3 separate regions of the Sus scrofa genome follow, and regions 2 and 3 are each linked to region 1. Evidence: chromatin contacts called from public HiChIP or PLAC-seq data. All regions are on one chromosome and are shown on one strand. Each heading gives the region's core, a stretch centred on a gene start, on an enhancer-like site or on the middle of the called end of the contact. The rest is flanking DNA. Distances are from core to core; before and after follow the strand shown. Region 1 holds the start of ACSL3 (acyl-CoA synthetase long-chain family member 3). Region 2 overlaps MOGAT1 (2-acylglycerol O-acyltransferase 1). Region 3 holds the start of FARSB (phenylalanine--tRNA ligase beta subunit).

Evidence for each region. HiChIP or PLAC-seq counts read pairs in DNA pulled down with a chosen protein or histone mark.
Region 2: an H3K27ac HiChIP or PLAC-seq map of skeletal muscle shows a contact between it and region 1. The contact joins the enhancer-like site here to the promoter of ACSL3 in region 1. A contact is called at or near these places in 2 of 5 promoter capture datasets (fetal skeletal muscle and liver), 5 of 47 Hi-C or Micro-C datasets (embryonic fibroblasts, fetal skeletal muscle, heart right ventricle and 1 more) and 2 of 2 datasets of contacts at active chromatin or transcription factors (alveolar macrophages and skeletal muscle).
Region 3: a contact with region 1 is called in an H3K27ac HiChIP or PLAC-seq map of skeletal muscle. The contact joins the promoter of FARSB here to the promoter of ACSL3 in region 1. A contact is called at or near these places in 1 of 5 promoter capture datasets (liver), 3 of 47 Hi-C or Micro-C datasets (heart right ventricle, liver and skeletal muscle) and 2 of 2 datasets of contacts at active chromatin or transcription factors (alveolar macrophages and skeletal muscle).

The regions. Positions count from the first base shown.
Region 1 is chr15:124,740,389-124,743,357 of Sscrofa11.1, reverse strand. It overlaps ACSL3 (acyl-CoA synthetase long-chain family member 3), which reads right to left and starts at 1,344. Exons shown (of 16, transcript NM_001143698.1): 1 at 1,224-1,344.
Region 2 is chr15:124,605,395-124,608,279 of Sscrofa11.1, reverse strand. It overlaps MOGAT1 (2-acylglycerol O-acyltransferase 1), which reads right to left. Exons shown (of 8, transcript XM_003133676.4): 8 at 355-2,885. It also overlaps the pseudogene LOC100523928. Among named protein-coding and RNA genes, the nearest start is that of MOGAT1, 38 kb to the right of the region's middle. Within about 2 kb of position 1,584, at least 11 of the 83 cell types and tissues checked have an H3K27ac peak or open chromatin away from gene starts, as enhancers often do. A contact at or near this core is called in fetal skeletal muscle, liver and skeletal muscle, where this site is marked.
Region 3 is chr15:124,553,578-124,556,302 of Sscrofa11.1, reverse strand. FARSB (phenylalanine--tRNA ligase beta subunit) reads left to right here and starts at 1,261. Exons shown (of 17, transcript XM_021074819.1): 1 at 1,261-1,403. The coding sequence starts at 1,346.

The sequences.
Region 1 (2,969 bases), core at 95-2,594:
CTCTGCATTTTCAGACAGGTGGGTCTGAATCCCAGCTTTTCTTTCTTGTTCTGATCTGGGGGAAAGTTAGGCCCAAATGGCAGTTTCTCCTGCTGTAAAATGATCCCTAGAAGGATGTTAACAGTTTTAGAGATACTATGCATAAAGCTCTTAGCACAAAGCCTGGAATGTTAATAAAGGCTCAATAAGCGTCAGCTGTTTGTCATTTTATTCAGCTATAATGACTTACACGAAGCCTAGCCCCTCTCTAGCCTTCAAATAATTTCAAAGACATCGTTATGCCCTATCTATTTTTGAAGGGCCCGATACACAATAGCTTAGAGCACATTTTCTAAATGCAGCCTAGACAAACGAGTTCTATGTCTCTGGGCCTCGGGTTCCTCATCTGTGAAACGGGTCTGATCATCTCAGCCTCACTGGATTGCTGGCAGTAAGCAGTCGCTCGGTATTGCACATTCCCTAACTAGTGTATAATTAAAATGCACCTGGGGAAAGGTAAACTTTCAACTCCAACCCCGAAACAACAGTATTAATCCCAGCCCCATCAGAACCGACTGCGGCCAGAACAAATACCACCAAAGTCGACGCATCTCACACCTCCAATTTCTCCTCACGCACTGCAGCAAAGCCCCCCGCCCCCCTGTGCGGCTCAGTTTCTCCGCTCCCAGGGACTACATTCAGAGCCGAGCTAGTGAAAGCAGCCAACCTCCCACCCCACCCCGCCCCCGGAACGCCGGGAGGGACCCCGTGTGTCCTTCCTCCCCCGGGCTGCGCGGCCGCTCCGCTGCGGTCCCCCAGTTCACGTGGGCCCTTCGGCCCGAGCCCCACCTCAGCCGCTTCCCGGATCCCACAGCGGCGCCTCCCACCCGGCCCGGCTGCTTCTCCCCACGTCGCGGGGGGAGCCCGCACCTCCGGCGCGCACACCCCCGGCGCCGGGATCGGCGGCTACGTCGGGGACCGGGGGGCGAGCAGGCCGGCAGCGTCCCTCCCCCAAAACACCGCCGCCCTCGGGCCCAGCTCGGTCGCACGCTGAGGCCAAGCCGCCAACCAAGCTCCGCTGCTCCCCACAACCGGCGCCGCACTCACCGCAACGCCGGGGCCCGGGTTCCTCCCGACTCCGGCCCACGAAGGCCTGGTTGCACCCCCAGAGCATTCACTCCCCGAGCCGCCTCCTGGGGACCCTGACGCAGCCGCCGCCGCAGTCGCGCTGCAAGGGGGCGTACCTCTGCTGCCTGGTCCGGCGCCGCAGCCGCAGCCGCCGCCTCCTACTCCTCCCAGTCGTCCCAGCTCTGTCCGCGGCGACTGGCACGGCTCCGCTCCCCGGCGCCGGCAGACCAGCGTCTGTTGAGCCGAACCGCCCGGGACGCACTCCCCCGGCCGGCGCTCGTTGCATATGCAGAGAGACCGCCGCCCATTGGCCCGGCGGCGGTGGCGCGTGCGGGGCTGGGCCTATCGAATTCCGGCCGGGAGCGCGGCGCGGGCGGCCGGGGGCGGGGCGGGGTTACTACAGGTCATTCCACGGAGCAGCGGCGGACGGGACCCAGCCGCAGCCGGCGCGGGGCGGGGAGCCGTCGGCGGGGAGGAATGGGACCACAGCTGCAGGGGGAGGGGAGCCGGGCTGCGCGGCCGGGAAGCTGGCGGAGGAGGGGAGGGTCCGACCGGGTCTACAGCGGAGGCCGTTCCTGGAGAAAAAGACTCCGACCCCCCCGCCCCCAAAAGATTTACAAACACAGTTATTACTCTAATGCATAAATCTTAATATAGATCAGAGGGAAATGCGCATATTATTTTCATTCTTAACGTGTTTACTTGTTTTGTTCTTGAACAAATTTGTCAAATTATTAAAATAAAATGATTTTTGGAAATGGCTGAAGCGAGAGGGGCTCAAAAATTCTAGCCATGTACCATGTTTATTATTTCTCCTGTTTTGACTTCTCTGAACCCTGCAAATAACCCTTCTCCCCTCAGTGCACTATTTATAAAAGATTGATATTTTTCAAAGGACAAAGTTTACCCCAAATTATCGTCTTTGGATGTTTTTCTTATGAAGCTAGAAGTGTTCCTGCATTTTAAGGAGGTTGCCATTATATCCCACGTTAGACAATACGGAAGGAAAAACAAAAGACACGGAACACAGGTAGACTGCCTTCCCATTAGCAAACAAACCAAAACACAAATGACTTAAACAATAGCTACAGTGCACAATAAGAAAGTTGACTTTCATTAAACAAATAGGAGTGGGATGAAGGGGGTTTTTTTTTAAATCCAACGAATTAGTGAACGAAGTTATAACGTTAAGTCAGATATGATACCACAGGAAATAAAACATTTAGAGGGTTTGGTTTGGTTTTGAAGTGATGAAGGCGCTAGAAATGGCTGTTTGAATAGTAAACCTCCCCGCGATGCAAAACTTGTGTTTAAGTAGGTGAAAGGTGACGTTCACGAGCCAACCGCAGGCTAAAGCAGGAGCTTGCTTCTCAAGAAAATCTCAAAATCAGTGATGCCGCCTCAACTTGAGCTAGGTGGAGTGATGAGGCTGAGAGCAAAGAAGGCTCACTCACCTCGGGCCCCAGGCCAATTTACCTTGCTAAAAAAAGGATACTCAGGCAACCTGATCTTCTACTAAGAAAGGAGGTTCCATTGCTCCTAATCTGAGGAAATGCTATCAAAAGATACACCCTGAAGATAAATGGAATGCAGAATTTCTTATCTGAAAAGATTGCCACCATTCTGCATGCAAAAGGAAGTATACCTTAAAAGTGGTTGTTCCAGAACCAAGAAAAGCCTCTAGCAAAATATGTAGTTTCCAAAGGAGGAACTTTTTTTTCCGTCAATAAGTGTGAAGCAGACTAGTAGAATTCCAGCAACACCTTAACATCTTTCTTCATTATCCCTTTCCATGTTTGTGTGTTTGTGTGGGTGTGAGAGAGAGGGAGAGAGAGAGATTTGTAAAAGAAAATATTCTTTGG
Region 2 (2,885 bases), core at 335-2,834, 140 kb after region 1:
ATTTTTTTGATCAGTGTTTGAATATTCCTGGATTTGAGAGGTTTCACACCAACTCCAACCACATGCGATGACAGCAACTTCCTGACTTCTTGCCTCTTCCTGTCCTCTGTCCTTGCTTCACCCTGCACACCTACACTTTCCTGTCAGCCCTGCCCCTGCTTTCTGCTCTTTTACCCCATCAAGTGAATTTAAAGGTTTGACCCTTCAGTATGAGAATCGGCGATGCTCACGGTTTGGCTGCAATTCTCTTGTTTGTATTGACCCCCAAGTCCAAGTTAATTCAGCCTTGTCAAGGTATCGGAAAAGGAAAATCATTTGATCCAGGGTGAAATATCACACCCACGCATTGATAACTTGGGCGCAGAACACATTTATTGGTCAAAACTTTACAAACCGAGAGCTTTCAAAAAGTGCACAGCCACACATACAATATAGAAAACAGAAAACTTCACCACCATCTCCTACAAAGAGGTTAACAAGTATCAAACGGTTATTCCTTAGTTTTGAATACTATAAAGGAGGCAGGCTCTTGGAGAATTTTCTATTTTTACTTAGAGATGTAAGTTATTTCCTTAGAAAAATACCAAGAAAGTCAGATAATCATTTGAACTCACTGCATGTCTTGGAGGAACACGAGTGAGGAGGGTACAGGAAAAGGAAAAGTCACCAGATAAATCTCCAGCCAGATGTCATTACCATGGCAGAAAAAGCCAGGCAGTGACCATAGAGACAGAGCCAGAAGAAATCTTGGAGACGGTTCACTCCTAACTCTATTTACGTAGGAAGCCCCTGGGTCCAGGTCACTGGGCCAGTTAGGGCAAGTCCAGAGGCTGAAGGATGATTTGAACACAGAAGCCTGAGAAGTAGAAAAGGCTGGAGTTTTCTCTGGTCGTGTCAACCCATAAAAGAGGGTTTAAAATCCAACCAGAGGAGTTCCTGTCATGGTTCAGCAGTAATGAACCCATCCATGAGGATGTAGGTTCGATCCCTGGTCTCCTTCAGTGGGTTAAGGATCCAGCTTCACCATGAGCTGTAGTATGTTGCAGATGCGACTTGGATCCAGCATTGCTGTGGCTGTGGTGTAGGCAGGCAGCTGCAGCTCCAATTAGATCCCTAGCCTGGGAATTTCCATATGCTACATGTGTGACCCTAAAAAGACCAACAACAACAACAAAAAAAGAAGAAATCCTACCAGGCTCCAAGTTGGTCTGCAAATGGAATAGGAAAGAAACACACACTCCTTGGGAATACAACAAAAGGAAGATTTATCTTTATTCTCAAGAGAGCCTAAGATCATTCTTAACCAGAATCTAAGAGCTATTTTAAAAAATTTTTTAAAGCAGCTATGACAATGCAACTAAATAAGGCTGGATCCAGAATGTCTCTGGACTTGGGGCTGTCCATAGGTGACAGAAGCTCTGCTTGCACCTTTGTATGAGTAGTGGGGTTACTTTGGTGACATTAATGATAGCAACACAGCTGAGAGGAAAGACTCTGGCAAGGTCTGTCACTCTCCCTAGGCAGGAGGCACCTTGCCCTACCCTGCTGCTCTGATATATAAGGCTTCAGTGGCTAAGCGTGTTGTTGGAATCTTGGACTTTGCCCAGGCTGTATCCCCAAAATAGCTCTTGCATAAGGGAAAATCAACAATGCCGTGTACTGATCTCAAGAAAGAAAAATAGCCTCAATCTCAATAATACAGAGTTTGCTGCCTTACGTGTTGTTTTTTATTGTACTCTGTTTTTGATACTTTCGCTTTATAGGAGGATTGTTGGTTGATTAATCAACAGTCATGGGAGAGCAGGACCTCCTGTTTAATCTATAACACGAAGTTAGTTCCAATCCATATTAAACCTCACTGGGGTTCAACCGCTTCATCAGCAGAAGGAATAACTGACAGGCTATGACATCCCTTCCGACTCTCAAATTTGGCTTCCATGGCACCGTCCATCAAACTGCCAGGTTAGTGCCACAAGCATTCATGGAGAGGCATGAAAGTCTATCCTCTCGGGGCCAGGATCAAAACTCACACAAGACAGCGATTCTGCCAGGAGGAACTCACCATCCCATGACTGATCTATGGATTGAGATCAACTTTCTTCTTATATAAGATAGTAAGGCACCAAGCTGAAGGTGTTTGGGAAGGAGCCATTAAAATAACTAAAATATAAGGCATTAGAGAAATCCCTTTGTTTCAAGCATCAAGAACTGCTGCTGTGTTTGCTACCCTAGACAAACCAGAGTAACTAGCTGGTTGTTTTGAAGGTGCCTGGTTTTTCTCCTCTAAAAAGATACTCAAATTCTATTTGAAGGAACTCTCCCAGCCCCACAAATAGATATTTTATCACTTAGTTTTAAAAACAAATGTGAGAACGAGCAACCTTGGGCTGTTGGCAAAAACCAACCAAATGACAAAGCCCATCAATACTGTCTCTTATTTTAGAGGAAAAGAAGACAGAGGTTAACACACCCCACACTTATTTTCGTATTTATCACAAACTTGGTGATCTGCACCAGTGAGGTAGTTTGGAATCAAGGTAAAGTTATGGAAATAAGGACAATGAATCCAGACTCCACTTCCTGAGCTTCCCAGGACAGAAGTGTAACTTGAGGAAAGTAGGGGTTTTACACATAACCCGACACTCACAATAAAGTCACAGATGTCCCTGAAGTAGACAGACTTTGATTGTTTTCACGGTCATGGTGAAGAGTTTGTATAAATCACAAAACATCCCTCATCCTGGTTCCCCGTGGGTCAGAGCGAAACTGGCTGGCTTTCCCAAGCACCAAAGCTGCAGCTTTCTTGTGAGTGTAATAGACCTGGCAGGGTAGAGACAACTTCAAGATTTCTAGCTGCAAGACAAAGGAAATGACTCAGCCTGCAC
Region 3 (2,725 bases), core at 12-2,511, 190 kb after region 1:
AGAGGTTTCTAAGGAGGCCTCCCTTAAAGGGCTGTTATAATGTTCAAACAAAGCACAGTCATAACACATAGAAGAATGTGAGAAATTAAGGAATGAGATAAAAGCTAATCAATGAACAGTTTCTCTTGCTCCTGTTGCCAGATTTAGGCCTCTGTCTACTGATGCCAAATTGAAACACACAGACAAGAGTTTTGGGTAAAGGAGAAAAAAAAATGGCTTTATTGCTTTGCCAGGCAAAGAAGGGTCACAGCAGGAGAATGCCTTAAATTCTGTGCTCCCCCCCCCCCATAATTGCGAGGAGTTTTATAGTAAAAAGAAGAAAGACAGGTTTTCATATAGGAATCAGGATTGGGAAAAACATGCAGTCTTCTTTCTTTGGGGAATCTTAGTCATCAGAGCTGGAGTCAAATGTTCTTGACAGTAGTCTTCTGGGTTATTGCCTAGAATAACAGTACTTGTGAAAAGGGCATATTGCTCAGAGATTAGAACTAGGAAAGTTCCTGAAAAATATCATGTGCTAATAATCTTTAACCCACAGGCAGTTATGCTCAGGGTGCCTAATCTTTAGCTCACAGGTGATTGTGTTTAGGGTGCGGTTAAGTCAGGGAGAATGACAAGGAAGGACTCTAAATCTATTCAACTTTAAAGTATTCACTTCTAAAAGAAGCATAAGGAATATAACTTTTCTCTTAGGTGTATTCCTTGAGAGGGAAGCAGGAACCTGCCCAAAGGCTATGCTGTTGCTTGACTGTTCCTCCCTTCCCTGATCAGCAACTGCCTGAACCTGTTCCTAGGCACTCAGGGAAGGTCATGGCGGCTGAATGAGGCCCATTTCCCAAGAACAAGAAATAGGGTGCACAGAAAGGCTCCTGAGCCCAGGAGCCCCACAGGGCTGTGTCGGATTTAACTCCCACAACTGGGTTTCAGACATCCTTCCATCCAGGCTGCCTCAAACCCCTCCTGCTCACATCCTCACTCAGGATTCTCCCTCTCCTGGCCCCGCCCCCTCGATCTTCGCCCCTGGCCACCTGGCGAGGGGACCTCAGGCTACAGTGCTCTGGAGGAGCGAGGGGTGTTTGGTCTACTGCCCATTAAATCCCATGCCATTCCATCTGATTCTCTATCCTTTCTCAACCTGAATTTTACTCACCCGACTAAACTACATTTACTGAGCTTAAAGGTGACAAGTTACTTGCTTTCAGATGAAAAACGAGAGAAGGAACTGTTGGAAACAAACTGGCGATATTACCGGACAGCCCGCACGAAAGGCGTGGGGGGCCTACATAACTCGGTCGCTGAGCCCAGGGGCCTGCTCTCTGCGCCGGCGCAGTAGGCTCCACTCGCCATGCCGACTGTCAGCGTGAAGCGCGATGTGCTCTTCCGAGCTCTGGGCCGGACCTACAGTGAGTGCCAGCCTCATAAGCTTAGGTTCTGTGCCTTATGTGGCAGGCTGGGATTCCCCTCCAAAAAGGCATTGTGGCTAAGTTCATGTTTCCTGGCAGATTTTGGCCTTGGACACTCCCGCGGCCTGGCTGTAGTCTCTGGGAACCGGCATCTCCGCGGGTGCTATTGTATCACTCGTACCTGATGGGCTCGCAGTGTCATTCATTCAGTGATCTGGCTTCGAGTGCCTGCTGCCTGCCAGATGTCAGGGAATAGAACAGGAATGAAGCCTCAGGTTGCACCCTCAGTGTAGCTAAGTGCGTGCAATAGGAAGAGCGCTGTGGGAACTCCATTTGTGAGCAGGAGGCTGGGACGGCGTTTTTTTGCTAGGATTATTTTTATTAACATTTACTGAGCTCCTGTTAGGTGCCAGGCACTGTTCCTAGCGCTTGGGGAATACAGCGGTGCAGAGGGCGCATAAGGTTCAGGATCACATTCTGGAGGGAGAGGCAGATATTAAGACCAGCGTATTAATTAAAATGATTTCAGCTGATGTTTAATGCTGTCAAGAAAACGAAAAAGAGTCTGTGCAAAAAACAACATTAGATAGGGTTATAACATGTGGGCTGAGCCCTGAGTGACTCGGTGGGCTTACTTTTTAGGCCACATTTCCTCTCTTTAGTTCTGAAAACACTACCATTTAAAATAGGAAGACTAATTAAGTACAGTTATCAGTTACCCTGTAGATGTAGCAGTTGAAGTTGTATGTGTCCCGTCCCATGTTATCAGTTTGTATAACGGTTGTACTCGTTGATTTGTGAGAGCTATTTTTGGTTCTAGGGCTCAGTATAACAAAGCCCTAGTTGGTTTAACACTGCTTCCTACAATAAGATGTTACTGGGAAAGTAAAGCTAGTTTTTAAAAAAGATTCTTAAGGCGTACTTATAGATACTATGTATGACCCTTGAACAAACTAAGTCGGAATTGGTAAATACTAAGGTACTACGTAGTCTGTGGTTGTTTAACCCTGCTGTGTAGAACTCAGGAGGGCCAACTGTAAGTTATTCAGAGATTTTGGACTTGACGGGGGCGGCGGCGGCGGGGGGGGCGGGGGGCGGGCGGGGCGGGGCGGGGCGGAATTAGAATCCCTGATCCTGTCTTATTCCTGGGTCAACTATATTCTTAAAGTGTTATTCCCTCTAGGGTTCTGAGATAAGTCCCTGAAAGTAGAGGTAATACTCTTATCCTCTGAACTGGGCTGTAATTCCCTATACTTTTTGTCTCATACTATGCTTTTTTATATTTCTTACCTGTACTTCCAAACCTTATTCTCACTGATTGT